Linked DNA regions of Mus musculus: all the other regions are linked to region 2. A link is a contact called in public HiChIP or PLAC-seq and promoter capture Hi-C data. All regions are on one chromosome and are shown on one strand. Each heading gives the region's core, a stretch centred on a gene start, on an enhancer-like site or on the middle of the called end of the contact. The rest is flanking DNA. Distances are from core to core; before and after follow the strand shown.

What was found. Promoter capture Hi-C pulls out the DNA fragments that hold promoters and counts their contacts. HiChIP or PLAC-seq counts read pairs in DNA pulled down with a chosen protein or histone mark.
Region 1: a promoter capture Hi-C map of liver shows a contact between it and region 2, with 2.1 times the contacts expected there. The contact joins the promoter of Ftcd here to the promoter of Sumo3 in region 2.
Region 3: a FOXA1 HiChIP or PLAC-seq map of pancreatic cancer cells shows a contact between it and region 2. The contact joins the enhancer-like site here to the promoter of Sumo3 in region 2. A contact is called at or near these places in 8 of 39 promoter capture datasets (the C10 cell line, the HPC-7 cell line, cranial neural crest and 4 more), 2 of 484 Hi-C or Micro-C datasets (both in embryonic stem cells), 1 of 115 datasets of contacts at active chromatin or transcription factors (pancreatic cancer cells) and 2 of 9 other capture datasets (adipose tissue and embryonic stem cells).
Region 4: a contact with region 2 is called in a promoter capture Hi-C map of pre-B cells. The contact joins the promoter of Ybey here to the promoter of Sumo3 in region 2. A contact is called at or near these places in 3 of 39 promoter capture datasets (the C10 cell line, liver and pre-B cells), 1 of 484 Hi-C or Micro-C datasets (B cells) and 1 of 9 other capture datasets (liver).

What each region holds. Positions count from the first base shown.
Region 1 is chr10:76,573,620-76,576,995 of GRCm38.p6, forward strand. It overlaps Ftcd (formiminotransferase cyclodeaminase), which reads left to right and starts at 2,029. Exons shown (of 14, transcript NM_080845.2): 1 at 2,029-2,140; 2 at 2,882-3,065. The coding sequence starts at 2,087.
Region 2 is chr10:77,604,539-77,607,813 of GRCm38.p6, forward strand. It overlaps Sumo3 (small ubiquitin-like modifier 3), which reads left to right and starts at 1,559. Exons shown (of 4, transcript NM_019929.4): 1 at 1,559-1,803. The coding sequence starts at 1,783.
Region 3 is chr10:76,357,034-76,360,114 of GRCm38.p6, forward strand. Pcnt (pericentrin (kendrin)) reads right to left here. Exons shown (of 42, transcript NM_008787.3): 37 at 2-121. Among named protein-coding and RNA genes, the nearest start is that of Gm40699, 13 kb to the left of the region's middle. Within about 2 kb of position 1,503, at least 47 of the 459 cell types and tissues checked have an H3K27ac peak or open chromatin away from gene starts, as enhancers often do. A contact at or near this core is called in pancreatic cancer cells, where this site is marked.
Region 4 is chr10:76,467,667-76,470,580 of GRCm38.p6, forward strand. Ybey (ybeY metallopeptidase) reads right to left here and starts at 1,448. Exons shown (of 5, transcript NM_172550.4): 1 at 1,108-1,448; 2 at 491-720. The coding sequence starts at 700. It overlaps Mcm3ap (minichromosome maintenance complex component 3 associated protein), which reads left to right and starts at 1,236. Exons shown (of 29, transcript NM_019434.3): 1 at 1,236-1,548; 2 at 2,283-2,914. The coding sequence starts at 2,389.

The DNA of each region.
Region 1 (3,376 bases), core at 779-3,278, 1.0 Mb before region 2:
TATATATATATACACAAACATTAACATCATACATTAACACTCCTCCCAATGCCACACACGCTAACACTAACACTGCACACATACTAATAATACAACAACATATACATTATGCTGGTTAGTTTTTATTATTGCCTTGGCATAACCTAAAGTCCCCTTGGAAAAGAGAACCTCAATTGAGTGATTGTCCAGATCAGATTGGTTTGTGGCCATGTCTGTGGGGAATTGTCTTAAGTTTGTTTTTTTAGATTTATGTGTGTGCCTATTTTGCCTGTATGTACGTATGTGGGCCATATGCATGCCTGCACCCACAGAGGCCAGGAAAGGGTGTCAGATCCTCTGGAACTAGAGTTACAGATGGTTGTAAGCTGCCGTGTGGGTGTTGAGAATTGAACCCTCTTAACTATTTGAGCCATTTCTCCAGCGCCAGGAATTGGCTTGATTTTATTGATTGCTGTAGGAGGGCTCAGTCTATTACAGATAGAACTATTCCCAATGGATTGGGATCTACAAGTATAAGATCAAATAAACCCTTTCCTTCCCCAGGTTGCTTTTGGTAAGAGCTTTTTATCATAACAACAGAACAGCAAGGACGCATACACATCATAGGTTTGTCCACATCAGCATCCATCTTTCCTACATTATGGTTGATGCACACATTAACATCCATCCACTTGCAAATGCCAGCATCCATACACATGCCATCAGCCCCACAGTGCATATAGTCTAACATCTACTTATATATGTGTGGGGTGGTGGGCTATGCACAGATAACCTGGTCCCCAGTTGAGCATAGGTCTGGAACCCCGGAGCCCCAGAGGGCGGAGATTTCCACCTGCATGGGATGGCAGGAGTTCGGCCATGCCTCCTGGGCACCTGGCTCCTGTCATGTAGCTACAGCCTCCCACAGCCCCCTGCAGAGAGGTATGGGCATCCATCAAGTAGTAGCTGCACCAAGCCCTCCCACATGCAAATAAGGTTTCCCCAAACTCTCAGTCCAAGCCAATGAGAAGTACCTGCTGTCAAAACCCCAAATCATCCCCAAAACTGTATATAAGTCCGTTCCAGGGAATAAAGATGTGCGAGAACTACTCCGCCACCCGAGCCTTTGTCCTAAGAGCTGTAACACTTGGCGAGAGATCTGTTCTCCTGAAGAGCCACCTGAGGCCCTGCCACACTCCTCACTGGCTAGTCAGCTTCTTGTCTGCCCAGCCCGACCCGACTTAGTGCAGGGCGGCATGGAATTACAGCATGGCAGAGACGGAGGTGGAGCTGATTGACCGACAGTGCAGCAGAAGCGGGCAAGTGACTTCCCCTCCCTGCCTGCATTCGCTTCCCTTCGCAGGAAACCTCGCACCAGGCCTGGCCAGAGATCTCCGTGGAAAACCTCAGGCCCACATATATACACATTAGCACCCTCATGTGTATTCACACCAACCCCTACATATTCCCATATGCCCTTGTATACACTCACGTACACATACACACACTCACCTACTCAGTTCACCCATATGTACATCTAACCCATGAACTGTACACACAAACACTCATACATAAATCCCCATGGTCAAACACATTCTTGCTCCCACCCCATGCTCTCTCCTGCCTCTCTGAGCTAAGCCGACTTCTGGGGAGGACCAGGCTTTATGCTGGGCTTCACACATGGCTTCTCCTCCCCCACCTCCCTGAGGACCAGGCCCGACATGAAGAGTTACTAAGCCAGAAGTCCCATGGGGCCTCTTCCAGAAAGGCCACACTCTGAGGGCAATACAGGGTCACCTGGATGGTCAAGAGGCAACCCTGGCCCAAGCTGGGCCTTGAGCTCAAGTTGGCTTGATGCCCTAGCCTGAACTTTGTCCCTCTAGGCCTCCTGGGGTCCTCGGCCTGTGCCCCTCTGACGCTGTTCATGTGCTTTTTGTCAAGCTCATCCCAGAGAGCACCCCTGCATTCTTCAGCTCCCATCGCACTGTCCCTGGTTAATAAGAAACTAACTGTGGGGAGGTATAAAGGCCCCAGGGCCATCAGAGAGTTGTCACTCTGTGTCCCTCTACAGCCTCTTGAGAGGAACCTCTGGACTCAGGTGCTGGCCATGTCTCAGTTGGTGGAATGTGTCCCCAACTTCTCAGAGGGGAACAACCAGGAGGTGAGGTTCCTTCCAGGGCTGTGTGGGTGCTCTGGTCCCAGGAAGGGAGTGAGTTTGGTGTGGGAGAAGATTGCCTTCCCAGAACAGGCAGGGCCACAGCCCTGTTGGATCCCTCTCAGGAACCATTTCTGTCAGCTCTGGAACACTCTGGAGGAATGGCAGGGGGCCTGGGGATTTTGGAGTGCTCCTGGTAGGGGCCTAGTGAATCCTTTGACTGCAGTGTTCCTACCTGAAAACGAAGTACCCTGAATAGAGAGATGCAGAGGGCAGAGGTCACAGGAAAGGTCACCCCCCACATATATATTAACTCCTTCCTCACCCCTGAAGCCTTGAGAGGCAGGCACTATTATCAACCCCCTTACATGATGGAAAAACTGAGGCACAGAGCAGTCCTCATGATAGGGTTTGGGCTCTGGGCCCCAGTTTTGACCTCTCATATTAGCAGACTGTCCCTACCCTGGCTGTCCCCACCAGAAGGATGTGACTCCGTCCACCTTCTCTGAGTATCTGGGTGTTGGCAAAAGGCCCATTATTTATTTTTTTGGGCCAACCTCAACCTGGGGTGATCATGGCCACTCCCATGGGGGGCCTTCCTTGTTGTGCCATGTGGGTTCTTGGACTGAATGAAGGTCAGCTCTTTGGGGGAACTGGCCAAACTACCTGCTTGAGATCACACGCGGGTGTGGGTTTACAGCCTTTCCAAGTGGGGACTGAGGCACGGTGTCGGGCCTCTCTCTCCAGGTGATTGATGCCATCTCTCGAGCCATCTCCCAGACCCCAGGCTGTGTGCTGTTGGACGTCGATGCCGGACCCTCCACCAACCGCACTGTCTACACTTTCGTGGGGCAGCCAGAGTGTGTCGTAGAGGGGGCCCTCCATGCTGCGCGTACGGCCTCACAGCTCATCGACATGAGCAAGCACAAGGGTGAGGCAGCTCAGGCTGAGCCCGGGCTCTTGTGGTTCAGCTTCCAGGCTGAGCTGGTGACAAGGCGTTCTGGTTGAGGGGCAGGCCCAGGGCATGCATGGCCATGCGGTGTAAGTCAAGCGTGGCCTTGGTATCTATTCCCAGGAACAGGTTGGGGGGAAGGCAGGGAGACAGCCTTAGGACATAGGCTATGGAGATCAGCTGCCCTCTAGAGTGGCTACCTCTCTTTTTGGATCCAGTGGTTCTATGATCATCTACAGGGGCTCCTCATCCCAAGGTCTTGACTAGACTAAGGCCTGGGGGAGCCAGAA
Region 2 (3,275 bases), core at 309-2,808:
GCTGCACGTGTTGTTCTCCGATCACTTGGTAACAGATGCCCTCAGCCACAGACCCTCAGGTTTGATTCTTGTATCCTATAAACTGTTAATACAACACTTTATAATGCTTGGCATCTTAGAGCTGGTGGTACACTGTGGTCTGAACACTGCCTGCCCCGAGTCACTCACAGCTAATAGTGGAGGGAAGGTGTGCTCTGATCTCCAACAACTGCTTCAGTCAGCCTGGTTTCTGGAGTCCTGTCTCCCAGTTACACAGTCTGAGCTGGACATTCCAGAGATATGTTCAGCTAAGGATGACCATGATCTGTATTTGAGGAAAATCCATACCTTGGTCTGGTCTGGGTGTGGGATGAGTTCCAAATGCGTCCTTGTGGAAGACCTTGACAAACTTCTCGAAGAAAGGTCATGTGTACAGGGGAAAGGCTAAAAAAGGTTGGCTTCACAGACACTTGGCTTAGTAGCTTTGCAGTATTACCAGGAAGTGGGGATACTTGTCTGCTGGCCCTTCCTTGGAACAGAAACATACTTCTGTCAAACAGAGCGCCACTTCTCTGGAGGCTGCTGTGTGGTCCTGGAACACGGCCAATCAACACCTTCCTGAGACGACTGTGGGTGACTGTGTCAGCCCTGACTGGCCTGATTTGCAGGTGTTAGCAGACAGACACAGAGGGCCTGTGGGCTGCATTCTAAAAACTCACGCCAAGATACAAGGAAAGGACACTCTTGACCCCTTAGCCAGGGCTCCCGATGGATCTTCCAGCTCAAGCTTCCCTTGTTTTGCTTATCTAGTTGACTCCTTGGGCATGTTATTAAACTTCTAGGCATCTTGGTGTGCTGTGTAAAATGGGTTATTAGTGTCCACAATAGCATTCCAGAAACAGCAAATGGTAGGTCAGAAGGGAAGCTTTCTGTGCCTGTCACTCTCACCCACCCAAGCCACCTAGTGGTTACTTTGGGACTACGTAAGGAGGGAGAAAGGCAGCTAGATAGTGAGAATGAAGGGGAAGAGCTTGTCCTTCTGGAGAGCCATCTTGGGAATGGCCCTTGTGGAGGCTGGTCCACCCCATCCAGGAAATCAAATGAAAAAAGATGAAATGGGAGCATGTGCTGGCTTTCTGGGCCAACAGAAGCCATCCTCTGTGTCCTCAAAGGATGCCTTTTCTAGACATGAGCCCTCCTGTGACATTCAAATTAAAGGCCAGAGGCCTGTTCCAGGAGTGTGTGGTCCATAAACCATGCCTGGTAACCTCCTTATTCGTCTTCCGGACCACCTGAAAGGGTTAGCCTGAGTTTCTTTGCCCTCTCTTACCCAAATGCAGCCTGCATATAAGAAAAAGTCCCCAAATGTGGGTGGTGAAGAGGCTACTGGTTGGGCCAAAACGTTCCTCTGGGTCCTGACCTAGCACACAGCGCCCCCACTCCTCCCGTGCCTCCCTGCGTGGACGCGCAGTCTTGCACCCACATCCGGGGTCTCTGGGCCTAGGACCTTGAGTCGCGCGTCCCCGGGGCTCTGCGCGCACCCGGGCGCCTGACCCGCCCCGTGACGCATTCGCAACCGTCCTGAATCGCGGCTGGCCAGCGCGCACCCGCGGCGCGGGGCGCGCGCCTCGTGCACGCGCCCGACCACGTGACTCCGCGCGACCAACCAGCGCGCCGGGATTTAGGGATAAAGCGCGGCCCCGCGACAGTTGCGGCGGGAGAGCGGCGGGGCAGAGAGCGTGACTCGCCCGCTCCAGTGCCACCGGTTCCCGCTGCGCTTGCCGCCGCCGTCGCTGCGCAACCATGTCGGAAGAGAAGCCCAAGGTAAGCCCGGTACGCAAGCCGCAGCAGATTCCGCGGAACGCAGGCCGGGCCGCGCGCAAAAAGGGCCCGCGGGGCCGCGCCCGAGCCTCAGCGCCCCTCCCCCACCGACCCGCGCCCCTCCCCCACCAGCATTGCACTCCGCCCCGGGCAGCGCGCTAGCCCCACCCCCGGCTGTGCCTCCCGCCACACCAAGGCTCCGCCTCCGGGGTAGCCCCGCCCCGGGTGTAGCCCCGCCCACGGCTCGAGAACCCGGAACTTGGGTGCTGGTTCTTGGTTCGCAAGGGCCTCACTCCCTGACGCGGCCATCCTTTCGCGTGCCGTGCGCACAGTTGCACGCGTGGTGCTGCGCGTGAGGCTCAGCGGGCGCTCGTGAGAGCTGCACCGGAGTAAGAGCAAGGCTGGCCGCTCCGGGCTTCCAATGTTCGCCCGGCCGCATGCCCTTCCACTCCATCGCCGTGGTCTCGGCAGTTGGTGCGTGGGAAGGCCAGGGTTGCCCATTTCAAATTGAACAGTTTTCCCACACTCACCTGCCCTGCTGGGGGCAGTTTTATCCAACGGGAGATAAACGTTGGAGCCTGGCATTCTGTGCTCTTGACTGGCCTGGAGATGACCACTGTGTTGGCTCAGGTGAGAGACCCCAGGAGCAGGGCAAGCATCTGGACTAATGCCATGGTACCATGCTCAGCAGCCGAGCCCAGAAATATCTTGCCTGCGAGGTCCTTACCTTTAATTTCAGCTCAGCCTTGGGTCCTGCCTGCACCATCCCGGATATTGAATGAGCACCTGTTCGCCCTGTGCCAAGAGTAGACAACTTACTTTATTATATTTTGTAGCTGGTAACTACAACAAGAGTTGTAACCTTTTGGTGCGGTTAGGCAGGAAGTGAATGCCTGGTGTGTACTGGAGTGGCCATGCCTTCTGCCTCGGGTTAGTGGAGACAGAGGGTTATATGTTATATTTTGGTGACGCAGCCCAGGGGCTGTTGTCCACTAGGCAGATGCTCTACCAGTGAGTTACTTACTCTCTCCACACCCCCACAGCGGCCCCCCCCCCTTTTTTTTTAGACAAGGTTCCTTTGTGGTCCAAGCTGTCCTGGAGTTTAAGACCAGGCTGACTTCAAACTCAAAAGAGATCTTCCTGTTTCTGTCTCCTGAATGTTTCCCTGTGTAGCTCATGCTGGCCTCCACCTATACCCAGGAGCTCCCGGGTGTCAGGTGTTGGCAGTCAGTGTGCTGAGTAAGCCCTCCTTCTTCTGTATTTACTTGCTAATTAGAGAACTCCAGGCCAGAGCCCAGCCAGGCATCCTTCCGTTGGAGGGAAGCAAGCCTGAGGCCTTTCACCTCTGTCTCTGTTTTTGAACACACACATCCTTTCGGGAACCGGGTTAGAAGTCAGCATCTTGGGACCTGGAGTGATTCATGCTTCTCACTAGCGGACTTTACTTTTTCTCATATTGGATGCCACCCTTTGGA
Region 3 (3,081 bases), core at 253-2,752, 1.2 Mb before region 2:
CTTTGATATTGCAGGTGTTTGTGTCCCCACTTGTAGTCTGCGAGTGCCACTCTGGGTCTGAGTGCCGTAGAGAACTCTGCAAATCTGTCCCATCTTGCTTCAATGAAGACTTGCTTTGCCTCTGTTAAAGAAAAAAAAAAAAAAAACCACAGCTGACAACTCTATAGAGCCTTTCTTTTTCCATGGGGGAGGGGTATAGGTATGTACCTGCAGGTGAAGGTCAGAGGTAAACTTTGGGTGTGTTATTCCTCAGGATTTTTAAAGGATGGGGTCACTAACAGGGCCCTTGGGTTTACACAATAGGCTAGGCTAGTTGGCTAGTTAACCTCAGAGACCCGCTAGTCTGTTTCCTGGCCCAGGGATGGATTACAGGTCCATGTGCCACTACAACCTGCATAGTCTCACTGGGCAGCTCGTGCTCTCCTGGAACTTGATATCCAGCTGGCCTCAAAACTACCTGGCTCTGCCTCGTGATTGGTGGGGTTACAGGGATGTGCCACCAGGCCCTAGCTCACGTCTGTCTGCAGATGAGTGCAGAACTTCATGCTTGCATAGCAAGCACGTCACTAACCAACCCATCTCCCAGCCTTCTAAGGAGGTGTTCTTAAATAGGAACATCCTGAGAAAGATGACTCAGAGGACAGTAACGCAATCTGAAAGAAAAGGGCCATACTCAAACACGTCATCTCTACCACAGCTGGCTGAGGACTACTGTGGGGTGGCCTGCCTCAGATGAGGGTAGGAACTGGGAAAATGTCATCCGAGGGCTGGAATCCAGGGAGGTGTTACTAGCCATCAGCCACATGGCAACTGTGTTGTCCCCTGTCATGCTGGGCACAACTTCAGTTCTGCTCCAGTCGTCAGATCAGGGGAACACTCACTCTTATTTACTGAGATATCGATGTACAACAGGAACATTTTAACAAGAACAAACAAGAAACAGTTGGGGGCACACAGAGGGGCCCCCAGGAGGAGAGTCAGAGGCTAAGGCGGCCAATCAGAAAAAGGAAAAGACCATATGATCTGGGTGAGGTGTCAGTCACTGACAGGAACACCGTGAACATGAAGGAGGGATTCCACCAGTTCATCTGCTGCCCCTCTTTAATCTACCCATCAAAGATAGCATTCTCAGCCGGGCGTGGTGGCACACGCCTTTAATCCCAGCACTCGGGAGGCAGAGGCAGGAGGATTTCTGAGTTCGAGGCCAGCCTGGTCTACAGAGTGAGTTCCAGGACAGCCAGGGCTATACAGAGAAACCCTGACTCGAGGAAAAAAACAAAAAAAACAAAGATAGCATTCTCACCTCTGTGCTAGCTAACCCTCTAGACCAGGTACTACCCACAACTGTGACTAAAGCCCACAAAAGCTCAGCAGGCTTTATCACCATCAAAGAGATGTAACCTTCAGGAGAAACAAAAAGTCCAATGGGCACTCTAAACAAGGAACCTTACAAGCGGGGCTCTGGAGTGAGGTTCTCACCAGCTCCCAGGCACGTCCTGGTCCTGCACACCCAGCAGACCACGGGTCTGAGTCATCAGGCACAATGCCATGAGTACAGACTTTTCTTTACCTTGGTCTACTAACAAAATCTGAGAACAAAGGAATCCAGACACAACTGAAAGGAGAAACAGAATTATCCACAACTCTGAGTGACAGAGCAAAGCAGAAATAAATTCAGTATGGTTGTGGACAAATTAAGCAATAATATCTGCCCGTCTGTTGGGTGTAAAACACTCCTCCATCCCAGCTGGCTGCATGCCTGAGACACTCATTAAGAAAGAATAAAAGAGCTGGGTAGTGGTGGCGCATGCCTTTAATCTCAGTACTTGGGAGGCAGAGACAGAAGGATTTCTGAGTTCAAGGCCAGCCTGGTCTACAGAGTGAGCTCCAGGACAGCCAGGGCTACACAGAGAAACCCTGTCTCGAAAAACAAAACAAACAAAAAAAAAAAAACAAAAAAAGGAAGAAAAGAAAGAAAAAGAAAAGGAAGAATAAAAGACCACTGGGTCAGCTCAAAGGAGTTAAAGTTATTAAACATCTGTCTCTGACAGTGACAGACTTGAGATCTAACACACGAGAGGATGGGAGGAGGCTCTTCCATATTCGTGGAGTTTAAGAATTAATATTGTTCCTAGGTCTCAATCAAGCCCAGGATAAGTCTCATTTGGTACCCGTGCCTCCTCCCAGGACTCCTCACTCTATCCCCACCCTAAATCTCTCCCTCCCAGCCCTCCCAGGGGCTGGACTTCTACACCCCCCCCCCCCCATTGCACCTGATCCATATATAACTCAGCCATTTGGGCTCCCCTGTTCTGTTGGTCAGCAGCTCCTCTCTCTCCCTCTCCCTCTCCCTCCCCATCTGCTGGCCACGCTCAGCCTGGACTCTTCCCTCAGCCTGCTTTCTCCCTTACACCTGCACTAAAACTCTCTTCCATGCTGTAGGGATGGCCATGTCCCCCCCCTTTACTTCATCCTTTCACTCAATTGTGAAACTGGCCATCCTACACAGCCATCTACACAGCCAATGTGAAGCCAATGGAACTCCCAGTTACAATCTCAGTCTTGAACAAAGAGGAAGAGAAGTATCACCACCCCTGACTTCAGATGACACGATAGAACCGCAGGAATAAAATAACATCGTGACATAGGATAAAGGCCTTACTAGTAGAGTTCCTCAGGAACCATGCAGTCACACAAAGTACAAGTTAGCTAAAGGAGCACTGACTCCAAAATATCCCAAAGGTAAGTAAGTAGTGTGCTAGCCAGGCCTGTTAAGAGACAAGAGAAATTTAGGATACTAGGAGGTGAAAGATTAACCAGCCATTAGGCTCCACTCCTGCAACAAAGCAAACAGCCTTGGCACACAAGAGATGGCTAAAGGATAGCTCAGCAGCAGCACAGCCAAGTCTAGGGCCACCACTAAAGCCTGTGTGCTCTGACCAGGAAAAGTATAATCCGCCAGGTGGGCAAGATGGCTGACCAGACGACAAGTATTCAAAAGGAACAACATCAGGGTTGTACTTAAAATAAATCTGGCTATACACAGTATCTTTTCTGCCTAAATCTATCTGCTTTAAACTT
Region 4 (2,914 bases), core at 198-2,697, 1.1 Mb before region 2:
TTGCTTCATTTCTGTTTTTTATTTGCTTGTTTTTGAGATAGAGAGGATTTTTTTTTGGACCGAGTTTCTCTTTGTAGCCCTGGCTGTCCTGTTAATCACTCTGTAACACCAGGGTGGACTTGAATTCAGAGATCTGCTTTTCTCTGCCTCCCAAGCATTAGGACTAAAGGTGTGTGCCACCACTGCCACCCGGCTGAGAAAGGGGCTTCTTATGTGGCTTTTGTCTGGCCTTAAACTAACCAGGCAGACCAAAGGTGGCTTTGAACTCACAAAGATTCGACTGCCTCTGCCTCTTGGATAGATGGGATTAAAGGCATGCACAGTCACACCAGGCTAGACTTCAGTGCATTTCCAGAAAACTTCAAAATCAAAGATAACCAGATCTGTAATGTAATTAACAGGAACTATTCTGGAAGGAAGGTAAGCTGTACGAGAAGAACATATATACATACATATATATTTATTTTAAATATGAGGTATACATATTTACCTCATGAAATGAGAAAGAAAGCACGTCAGTTGGGACATTTTTATTCCTGTAGATCCTATTAATGTTCTGAATAGTCTTGTTGTCAACACAGATGATCCCCAGGTCAAATTTCTTCACTCCTAAGATACTCCTGACTAAATCCATCTTCCTGCGAAGTGGCACTCTTCTGATGGGGACCACCCGCTGCAGATTTTTAATCACCAAACTCATTTCGGGAAGAACACCCAGCCCTTTAAAAAAAAAAAAAAATGGTTGGAAGGAACCTGTGGTTAAAGTTCGAGAAAAGACCCGTAACTACTAGAGAGTGATAAGTTATGTAAAAACACACACGCGCTCACAATAAAACTTTATTTGATGGGATTTATCTGGTGGCAATGCTAAGGGAAATCACCTTTATTTACCCTAGGAAACTAATAAACAGGGTAGACTGGGCACAACGTGCAGAATAAGGCAAGTGGTTTGGGGCGGTTGCAATGGTGCAGGACCAGGTGAGGATGAGTGTGGGTGAGCAAATGGGGTCGCTGTGGGTCCAGCGTCTCTCGGGCACTCAGGCTGGAGGATCCACGCACGAACGAGGGGCTTCCACGCCGCACAATGCGGGATCGCCGTGCACTTACCGAATCCGACCGTGAAGAAGGTCGGGGGTCTGGCGGGCCGCCTGCCGGAAGATCAGCAGCAGCACACCCCAGAGAGCGGAAGCCGGATGCGGAGGACCGGAAGTTGGTCCTACAAATTTGATGTCCGTAGCGCACACCCAAGAGCCCGCTCCAGTGGCCGGTTTGTTGCGGTGCGGTGGGCCCGGTAGAGGCTGCACGCAGACTGTGGGCGAGCACAAGCGCTGGCGACAGTGGCCGTATCTGGCGGACTTGCTCCTCCCTCCGCGGCCTCCGCTGTCCCTTGTGTCTTTGCCGAGTTGCTGAAGGCCTTCACTAGTCTTCGCTCGAAGGCGTCTGTTAACCTAGCGGCCGGCTTCCGGAGTGTTAAGCATCGGGGATAAAAAGCTATTATTTCTAGACCAGGGCATCGCAAGTTCGAGTTACCGGGAGAAAAATGAGATGGTAGGAACCCAAAGCAGTAACATTTTAAATTACGGTTTTTGTGTTTTTATTTATTTATTTATTTATTTTGCCTTGGAGATCGCAAGAATCTGATAAGTGATGTGTTCCCGTCTTATTACTGAGGTTTTGTTTGTTTGTTTGTTTGCTTGTTTTTTCCCCGAGAAGGTATCAATTGAATAAAATGCTTTGCATTTTTATTTTAATCATAACGGATCAGGCTTCACCTAAGCCTGCTGGAGCACACCTGTGGTCCCAGCAGAAGGGAGACCGAGGCAGAAGAAAGGAACTTAAGGTTGTGCTTGATTGTAGTAAGCTTGAGGCAAGCCTGGGCTAAGCGAGACCTTGTCTTTTTTTTTTTTTTTTTTTTTTGGTTTTTCGAGACAGGGTTTCTCTGTATAGCCCTGGCTGGCCTGGAACTCACTTTGTAGACCAGGCTGGCCTTGAACTCAGAAATCTGCCTGCCTCTGCCTCCCGAGTGCTGGGATTAAAGGCATGCGCCACCAAGCCCGTTTTACGAGACCTTGTCTTTAATGAAAAGAAAAAGAAAAAAAAATCTTTAAACCTCCCTTACACCATAATCCATTTCTAATACCCTGTGTCCAAAACCTGTTGATCTGTGAGTGGTCGGCGGCCCGTTGTGCCCTTGCCTTTTAAATAATTGTCTTAGAATTTCTGTGATTTAAGAGTTGGAGCAAAATATGCTGTGATGTCCTAACCTTTTTTTTTTTTTCCAGGTCATCCTGAGGATGAAGGAGAGCTTCCCCTGGCAACAGATAATTTAAAGAGGAGAGCTACTTGTGTATAGTCCATATTTATTGCCTTCAGATAATTGGCTTGAAGATGCACCCGGTGAACCCCTTCGGAGGGCAGCAGCCCAGTGCTTTTGCGGTATCTTCCAGCACCACGGGAACATATCAGACTAAATCACCATTTCGATTTGGCCAGCCTTCCCTTTTTGGACAGAACAGCACACCCAGCAAGAGCCTGGCGTTTTCACAAGTACCAAGCTTTGCAACACCCTCTGGAGGAAGCCATTCTTCCTCCTTGCCAGCATTTGGACTCACCCAAACCTCAAGTGTGGGACTCTTCTCTAGTCTCGAATCCACACCTTCTTTCGCAGCTACTTCGAGTTCCTCTGTGCCCGGCAATACGGCATTCAGCTTTAAGTCAACCTCTAGTGTTGGGGTTTTCCCAAGTGGCGCTACTTTTGGGCCAGAAACCGGAGAAGTAGCAGGTTCTGGCTTTCGGAAGACGGAATTCAAGTTTAAACCTCTGGAAAATGCAGTCTTCAAACCGATACCGGGGCCTGAGTCAGAGCCAGAAAAAACCCAGAGCCAGATTTCTTCTGGATTTTTTACATTTTCCC